Linked DNA regions of Arachis hypogaea: region 2 is linked to region 1. Evidence: chromatin contacts called from public Hi-C data. All regions are on one chromosome and are shown on one strand. The core of a region is the stretch at or near the end of the contact, and the rest is flanking DNA. Distances in the headings are between cores, read along the strand shown.

What was found. A called contact is a pair of places that touch in the nucleus more often than the background predicts.
Region 2: a Hi-C map of an unstated tissue shows a contact between it and region 1, with 3 times the contacts expected there. The contact joins the promoter of LOC112720683 here to the promoter of LOC112720681 in region 1. A contact is called at or near these places in 2 of 8 Hi-C or Micro-C datasets (leaf and an unstated tissue).

Annotation. Positions count from the first base shown.
Region 1 is chr11:35,814,817-35,819,493 of arahy.Tifrunner.gnm2.J5K5, reverse strand. LOC112720681 (26S proteasome regulatory subunit 6B homolog) reads right to left here and starts at 2,261. Exons shown (of 6, transcript XM_025771713.3): 1 at 1,598-2,261; 2 at 443-673; 3 at 1-158. The coding sequence starts at 2,104.
Region 2 is chr11:35,986,704-35,991,380 of arahy.Tifrunner.gnm2.J5K5, reverse strand. It overlaps LOC112720683 (nifU-like protein 4, mitochondrial), which reads right to left and starts at 1,998. Exons shown (of 6, transcript XM_025771715.2): 1 at 1,701-1,998; 2 at 1,460-1,621; 3 at 1,205-1,380; 4 at 493-596; 5 at 253-364. The coding sequence starts at 1,902.

The DNA of each region.
Region 1 (4,677 bases), core at 1,012-3,511:
TGATTCAAAAGCTCCATAAGAATACGTTGTACTTCTCTATCAGCACCAGTTTGGGCATCAAACCTAGCAGTAGCTATCGCATCAACCTCATCAATAAATATAATAGCAGGAGCATTCTCTTTTGCAAGACGAAATACATCACGAACCATCCTTGGACCCTGAAAATATAGCAGATAATATTTCAAAATATTGCAGTACAACATGGCTAAACAATTAGGTCCTAATTTCTCATAATACATGTAATTATGTATAATCATGGACAGGAAACAACTGATTATAACAAAACAACTAAACAACAGAACAAAATAGCCATAAGAATAAAGAATGGGGTTCCCATAATACTCAAAATCAAATAGTGATAAATAACAAATTAGTCACAATCTTACAAGCATTGCTAAAAGACTTCATATGCAGATGACTTTGAGAAAAAAGAAATTCATACCTCACCAAGATATTTTTGAACAAACTCAGATCCCACAACCCTAATGAATGCTGCAGTAGTATGATTAGCAACAGCCTTGGCAAGCATTGTTTTTCCAGTTCCTGGGGGTCCATAGAGTAGAACACCTCGAGGGGGATCAATACCAATTTGTTTGTATAACTCATGGTGTGTAAGGGGCAGCTCCACAGCCTCTCGAATTTCCTGCTTTTGGATATCACATCCTCCAATGTCCTAAAAAATATTTAAACCAGATTACGGGGGGCACAAACATTTCATGAACAAAAATAGCTTGAAATAATGACAAATTGATAATGCATACTAAACAGCAGAACAAACAGACATCAGAAAAACCAACTGCTCAAACTTGTTTGTATTCTTCATTGGCTGAACTAAAATAAATTATATTGCAGAAGTTATATTTCACAAACTTCATAGTTCAAAATGCACAGAACCAAGCCAAAATAAGTTTGGGTTCTTCCTTAATAAGTCTCATCCAGTGTGTCTTACATTTCACGAGCTTATTAGAAGCAAATTTGTATGTTCCACATTTCTGAACCACACTCTCTTTTGCTAGTATTCCCAAACATGGCATATAATGATGGGATAGACATCTAAGAGTTTGGATTATTAGCCTATTGCTGCTATTTGGTACTATCAAGTCGGTCTCAAACAGAACAAAAGAAACAGAGAAAAGAGACTCGCAAATATGAATATTAGAATGCGAAAATTCCAAATGTCAGAACAAAAACGGAACCGCAGTAGGAGCATGTAAGACATACCAATAGAAGAATCACACCAAACTGACATCTTCCTCACAATAATCATACTCTCTCTAGGTGCAAGTATTCCCAAATAAACCTCAATTGAAAGCAACTAGAAAATTTTAATCACAATCATAAAAAAATAGAAGCAAAAATCCCTAACTTCCAACTTTCCACTCTTTTCACGTTAAGCAAAAGGGGGAATAAAAAACCGAAAACCTAACCAATGAAACAATTTAATATTTATAGCATCCTCCGTCACTGCAAACCAGCCCATAACTGCAGTATCCATATTCTTTAACCAAAACCCAAACATTTCATTTTGGCACTCTTTCTAAACCAAAGCAAAACCCTAATCAGAGAAGGAGAAAAAAAAAAAAAAAAAAACGCTTACATTGTAAGTGACGTCGGGCTTCTCAGACTGGCTAAGTAGCGAGATGCTGGAATCAGCCTCAGGAGGAAGCACGTCAACAAGCGCGTTGGAGTGACGGTGAAGAGCCACAGAAGCTGAAGGCTTCAACAACTCTCTGTTGATCGTGCTGAGAATTCTCACGTAGTAGTTGGATCCAGTTGTAGATCCAACGATACCGTTATTCCTATCAACCATCTCCATGAACTGTCCAATAACTAGCGGCACCGATTGGATCCGCTTCACTTCTTCCTGAGCCCTAAGGAGCTCGCGCTTCAGATTCTTCTGCTCGTCCTTGACGTACTCTTCTTGGATGTCGATAAACTCCAGCTGGCGCTGCAAAGTCTTGAGGCGGCTGTAGAGGTCGTCTTCGTCGGAGGCGGCGGAGTCGATGCCGTAACCGCCGAGGAGGTAGTCGGATTTTGACGATGGGAGAGACGGTGGTGGCTCTGAAGAGGGTTTAGGTTCGAGAACCATCGCGGAGGAACCCATGGTGGAGTTTGCGTTGTCGATTAGAGAGAGAGAAGGGATTGTATTGGATTGGAGTGAAAAGAGAATGGAGAATTTGGGGGAGAAGGGTTTCGTTCGGTGCTATTTTTTTGTGGTTTCTTGTTGTGGGAGGAAAAGAGATGAGAAGACGAATATGACCCTACTGATCTTTTCGTTTTGGGCTATACGAATGAGAACTGATAATTTGGGCCTGGCCTGTTTTTGGAAACTTCAAGAATTGAAGCAAAGTAAGTAAGAGTTAACCAAAAAATAAGATAAAATAATCCAAAAAAGTATATTTTATCTTTATGGTATATTTGATCAACTATTATTTATTTATATTTATTAAATTCAAATTTTAGAGTTGAATTATTATTGTAAATCTTAATTTAATCTCTAATTAAAATCTACTATATTAAACCTACTGGTTTTAAAAAGAAAAACGGTTTCATTGATTAATAGAATTGGTTGTATGATTTTTTATCAATTAGCTAGATAAATCAATTAATTTGGTAATCAAAAGGAAATTAAGTTTATATTGTTTCCTAGATTCTTTATTATTTTAATAAAAAGTAATTAAAAAAAACATATATAACTGAGTTAAGCCCCACTTTGAATCTGAGATCGATGAGTTGCACTTTTAGTTTTTAACTTTTTAATTGCTATAATTTAGTTCTCTAAATTTAAAAAATACACCAATATAATCTCTCGTGTATTTTCTGTCATCGAAACTCAACACCGTTAGTAATGTGACTCAAGTCTTGCTACGCTAAACATATTAAAATAACGTCATACACATTTTGGCACTAAAAAAGACATTAAACAAAATTATTTGAGGATTTGGACAATTTTATCATAATCAAATTCTTTGTCTAATGCATTCTTTAGCGCCAAAACGTCGTTTTAATATGTCTAGGGTGGTAAAGCTTGTGGCACGTCACTAACAGCATTGAGTTCCAATAACAAAAAATACGTAAAAGATTATATTAGTGCATCTTTTTAAATTTAAGGGATTAAATTATAACAATTAAAAAATAAAAAATTAAATCAATATAACTCGCTAATTTCAAAGAATAAAGTGAAACTTAACTCTATATAATATAACTAGCACAGAACAATATGTAGCGACATTAATTAAGTATTTAGGATATCAAGTTTCAAGGGTACATAACATTGCTATATCATTTATTATGTATTTATATATGTAATAAATATGATTTACATATTATTACGTATTATTGTGGGCAAATTACTAAACTAAAATATTTGGGATCTAAAATTAACAAAATACAACTTTTGTAGTTTGGATATGAAAATATAACTTTTTACAAATTTATGTAAAGAAAACACATAAACCGCTAGTGAAGTACCATGGTTTATGTTGAGAACGCATTTGGCCAGAAACCGTGATAGGGATTTCATGGTTTCTGCGAGAATGGCAAATAAGTATAAACTAAGGAAGGGGTATAGCGGTTTATACTCTAATATAAATACGCGGAAGAGGTGTCACAGATTATTTATTTTGAGAGACTTTCACATTGGTAGAGAGAAAGTGATGTTCTAGAGAGAGGGGAAGAGGAAAAGTGTGGTGAGGAAGATGTTCAGACTTTTCTTGGGCTGGGACCATGGCGGATGAACGCAGTCTTTACTGACTCAACGGCGTTACGTACATAGCCGGCAGCATCAACGAAGAGGTAAGCTTGTTATCTTTTATTTATTATATTTTATATGACAGAGAAATGTAGTCTTTGGATTTTGTAGTTAGAACGCATGATTTAGGATTGGCCAGTTTAGGATTTCGAAGTTAAGAGATAGGTCCAATTGTTTAAGTAGAATGATGATTCTCTTGTATTTGAGACATAGGGTTCAAATTGTAGTGTTGTTGTTTAAGTATCATATTTGAAAACTAAGTTTCGAAATTTGAACTTTTAAACATGTAAGTTTAAATTCAAGTATTGTAATCTTGGTTGTTAGGATTTTGAAACCTAAAGATTAAATTTTGTAAATTAAACCTAATGGTTGTATTTTGTATTCTTAAATTTAAAAGTTATAAATTTTGTAGTTTAGTTTTTTTGAACTTAAGATTTAGATTATATAATCTTATGTTTAGTATTTGCTTATTTTGAATTAAAGATTTGAGTCTCATAATTTAAGCTTTATTAATTTTGAATCTCACTTGATTTTTGTTATTTCTCTCACATGTTACAACTTAATAGGTGCATTTGTAGTGTCCGGAGGCAACAGAACATGCCTCTGCATGACAAGATCATACCCTATTTGGAGAGGGCAGGTTTGTACCACCTGGCGCGGCTCAACACGAGGTGGTTTTGGTTGGATGAGCCACTCGTCAGCGCATTCATTGAGAGGTGGCGTCCTGAGACGCACACCTTTCACATGCCATTCGGGGAGTGCACCATCATACTGCAGGATGTTGCATACCAGTTGGGGTTGCCCGTGGATGGTTTACCTGTATCCGGGTGCCTTACAGATTTCGAGAAGCTGATGGATGATGGCAAACCCGCTTGGGAGTGGTTTGAGGAACTATTTAGCGTGCTTCCCCCGCCGAATAAGATAAA
Region 2 (4,677 bases), core at 749-3,248, 170 kb before region 1:
CTATGATAGTTAAATCCAAATTTCGCAGTCTGAACGTGAAAAATAATGACAAGGAAATCAAGTTTTGTAACTGTCGCATTACAAATTCTAGTTTCTAAGCTTACAACAAAACGAAGCTGCTGCATTTTTTTTTATTAAACTAGATGAGCCAAAACAAAATTTGTTTCAAAGGCTCAAAGCATAAGCATAATCCACAAGGAAACAAGAACCATATTAATTTCAGCACAAGAAGATATCCTAGAACTTGTTTACCTCAGGTACATAATGCATCAACATATTTTCAATGCCGGATTTCAGAGTCACTGATGAACTTGGGCACCCACTACATGCTCCTTGCATCCTAAGTTTTACCATTCCAGTATCACTAGAGAAAAACCGAAACACAAATTAACTCGGTACAAATATAATTCTAAAGTGCCCGTAGTTGCATGCTCTTCCAAAAGGTTTCATCGACATGCTTCAAGACCAAAATAAGAAACTATAAGAACTTACGGATCAAAACCTCGATATTCAATGTCCCCACCATCATCTTGCACAGCCGGCCGAATACGAGTCTCCAACAATTCCTTGATCATTGCAACGGTTGCCGAATCATCCTATACAAAAGGCATGCATGCTATCTTTTAGTTTAGGCCTCTCAAATATGGTTGAGTAGATACTCAAATGTACTTCAGGGTTAAGACATTTTTCATGCTTCAAGACACTTAAATACAAGTGAGAATACGCCACATTAGTGGGGAAATGGTGACTTGACATCAAAACCCAAGAAGAACATAAAAAGAAAGGTACAAGAACAAAGACACTCCTATATCATGTTTTCTTCCAGTTGGCACAACACAATAGAAATTACAAGAATGGAAAACAATGTCTACCTTAGCAAAATGTTTGATGACTAAAGTGATTAACCAAACTTAGTAGCAACTCACACATGACAGCAACTCAAAGCAAAAGTCATTATATTGCTGATATAAATCTAGCATGAGTACTTATTAAACCGAATGAAACAACGGATTCAGTGACAAATACATGAGCTATATGCACGTTGGTTAGCAAAAGCCAAAGACCTCATAAACTAATCACAAAGAAGCATGGTTCACATTAGCTAAAATGACAAAACATACATAATGAGTGGCGTAATCATTAATACAAAACAACATAAGCATTTGAATCAACTAGAAAAAGAACATGGATGCATAATATTTACATCTTGAATAGCTGTATCCATGGCTGCAGCAGCTTTAGAGTCCAAAAACAACGGCTGCCCAGAGGAATAGAAGTCCATAATGGCCGCAAATATCTCAGGCTTCAGGAACTCCCAAGAAGATTCCTCCGACTTCGTCAAAGTAACAAAATCAGACCCGAAGAAAACCCTAGTAATCCCTGCAACACAACCACAAACACGGATTCACCAAAATGCAAGCTACAAAATGAAATTGAACTAGCGGACAAACAAAAATACCATCAATTCTAAAGAGTGACTTAGCGAGAGGCGAATTCATAGCCGAACGCGTGTTTGGGAAGTCGGCGCTTCCAACTTCCATGACAGGCTTCTCGGGATAGAACATGAGAGACAAAGGATTCGGGGTAGGCTGCGTTTGGATGAACATGTTCCTCCTTTGCCCTGTTACAATGCACAGTTTGAACTCAAACAAACAGAGAATAACAACTGAAAAAAGCGCAATGCGGAAGAAGAAGAAGACCTTCGAATCCGAAGAGGGTGGAAGATTTGAGTGATGGTAGTGGAGAGGCGGAGGGATAGAAGGCATTGTGGTAGTGGCTGTGAAACGACGCCATCGTCCGCACGGGATGAATAATGAAAACGTCGTCGTTCTTAGTCATGGGTTTGGGCGTTCGGTGGGGAAGTCGTACTCGTGCTACTAATCGGAAAAAGCTTCTCGTCATTAGTTCCCGTCTCTTCTGACCATGGAGGAGATGGGAGCTCAGGTTATTCACTTGTTCTTTTTTGTTACGCGGTGTCACAAAAACGCAACACTTAAAATGTATAGAGTATAGACCATTAAATGGTTTAATAATAAAAGTATAAAACATGTCTTTTTAAATTTTTAATAATTATTAAATAATTTTTACTTAATTTTAACTACTATTTAATTTTTTATATATTATTTAATTATTAAATTTATTTTTTATTTTATAAATTATTATTTTATTATTTATTTATTATGTTTATTAATCATTAGAAATAAAAACAATAATAAAATAGATTTTTCATTAATTGTGACCTTCATAAATATTTTGATAATGCGAATCAATGAGTTTTTTTGTTCTTGATCCATTACATCTGTAAACGTCAGAAAAATCATGTTTTTTTGGTAATTCAATCGATTGAACATACAACACAATCGATTTAATATCACACTACAATATGGGTTTTTCTCAAAAATTCAATTGATTGGAATGTTACACAATAGATTGAATTGCACTTTAGAATATAAGTCTTTTCTTATTTGATCGATTGGTAGTGTTACCAATCAATTGAATTTCGTAAAGCAATAAGGGTATTTTCTTATTCAATTGATTGGCATAGTAACACAATCGATTGAATTGTGTTGTAGAATGAGTTTTCTTCTTAAAATTTAATCGATTGGTTTTGTAACACAATCAATTGAATTTTCTATGTGATTAAGAGTATTTTCGTATTCAATCGATTGAATTGTCTCTATTAGGGTAAGGGTTTGGAAAAGAAAAAAATATCAATTTTGATGTTTTCTATTATTTCTTCAGTTCCATGAGTTCATCTTATTTAGCCATTAAATCTGATGTTGTTTGTTATTTTTGTTAGGACATATGTGTTTATTTATCTGAACTGTGTTGATTTTGCACTCTTCCACCTTGTTATTGTTGTTATGCCAAGTTCTCCTCCATTTAAGAATTGAACTACCAAGTTATCATAATTTGCATATTCTATCTAATGTTGAAATACATTTATTTATAGTGACGGATCCAAAAAATTTTATTAGTTGGGGTAAAATATATATAGTATAATAATAATTTTTATAATTATACTATAGTATTATAAAATATAAATACTCCTCAAATTATTTAACTAACAAATTAAAATAATAAAATAATAATTTAAAATAATAAATAATTTAGAATTATATTCTTTTGGATTTCATATTTTAAAAAGATTGAATAATCTTTTCATTGTTAATATAATCGTTGTCCTGGATCTGTTATGAGACTCTCCACTTCAAATTCTGAAAACTTCCTTTTATTAGAAGAGGTCGAAGAATTGTTTTAAGATCCAATCTCCAATGACAAAATTCTTTTGAAATATTTCTCCATTACTAATAGAATTATAAACCTAAGTTAATTAATTAATAAAATTAATTCACAATTCTATACAAATCGAAAAGTTCAGTATAAAATTATATATACAAAATTGATGGACATGTGCCATTTAAATTAATTTCCAACTGGCATAATTTTCAATAGGCAACAGCAACAACTAATAATATCTCAAATTCTTAATTTAAAATAACTTAATACACAAAAATAATTAACAGACAAATTAACGAAACTAAATTAGCAATTACATCATCAGAACAAATTCAATCACAATTACCAAACCAACTATATCAATTATCAAACAATGAAGCAAATAAGCAATGAACTTAATGAAGTAACTAACTAACTAAGCAACGAAGCAACTAAGCAAGCAGAAATCGGTTTCGGTGAATCATGAATGTACCAAGAGGCAAGAGTCCAAGACTGAACTACTGAACTCCAGGAGACAGAAGTGCAGAACCCAGTAGCGCAGAACAATGAACTTGAATTGCTGAAGATTGAACACTGAAGAAGGCAGAACCAGATGCCAAACTGCCGAAGGAAGGAGCGCAGAAGAGGAACGCAGCGGCAGAACCATTGACGCAGAAGAAGAACCAATTATGCAGAAGAAGGCGGAACCACCAGACGCGGCGTGGCGGCGATGCAAAGAGAAACTGATGGAGCCACGCAGGAGAATCACGAAGGAGAAACCGAGTCGGATCCACGTGGGAGAAATGCTGAACAGGGCAGCGACGTCAGCGGCAATGAGTTAGTGACACTGCCACACTGGCGGTGGTGGAGACGCGGAGTGGCGGGATGGCAACAGACGACAGTACTGGAACCTAGAGGCGGAGGTTGGAGCAGATGAAGAAACTGGAAAAAGAGAGAAGAAGAGTTAGGGATTTGGGATGGGGTGGGGGCAAAATTAATTATATAGTGGGGACAATTATGGTATTTCACTAAGAATTACTCACTATTTTTTCAAATTTTACTTGGGGCAGTTGCCCCACTTCCTTGTGAATGCATCCGTCCATGTTTATCTACGGTTGAAATTATTATTATCTACCCTTATTCTTGTGCATTGTATTTATCTACTGTTGAAATTATTATTATCTTAATTTGCATATTCTATTTAGTGGCTAGTTAATATTTGATTTTCCCTAATAATTTGAAATTATTTATTCCTCATTCAGCTATCGATTTATCACAGATTCTAATTGGCTTATTATCAAAATTTTTAGTATGTTACTGTTACTGTTATATGCAACTAAAAACATTGTTCAAAAACAAATTCTTATATGACAGCAAAAAACTTTTGGTGGTGCTATGTCAGTTCAAAACATTTTCTGCTACTGTCTTATATGACAAAATTTCTTATCAGTTTGAATG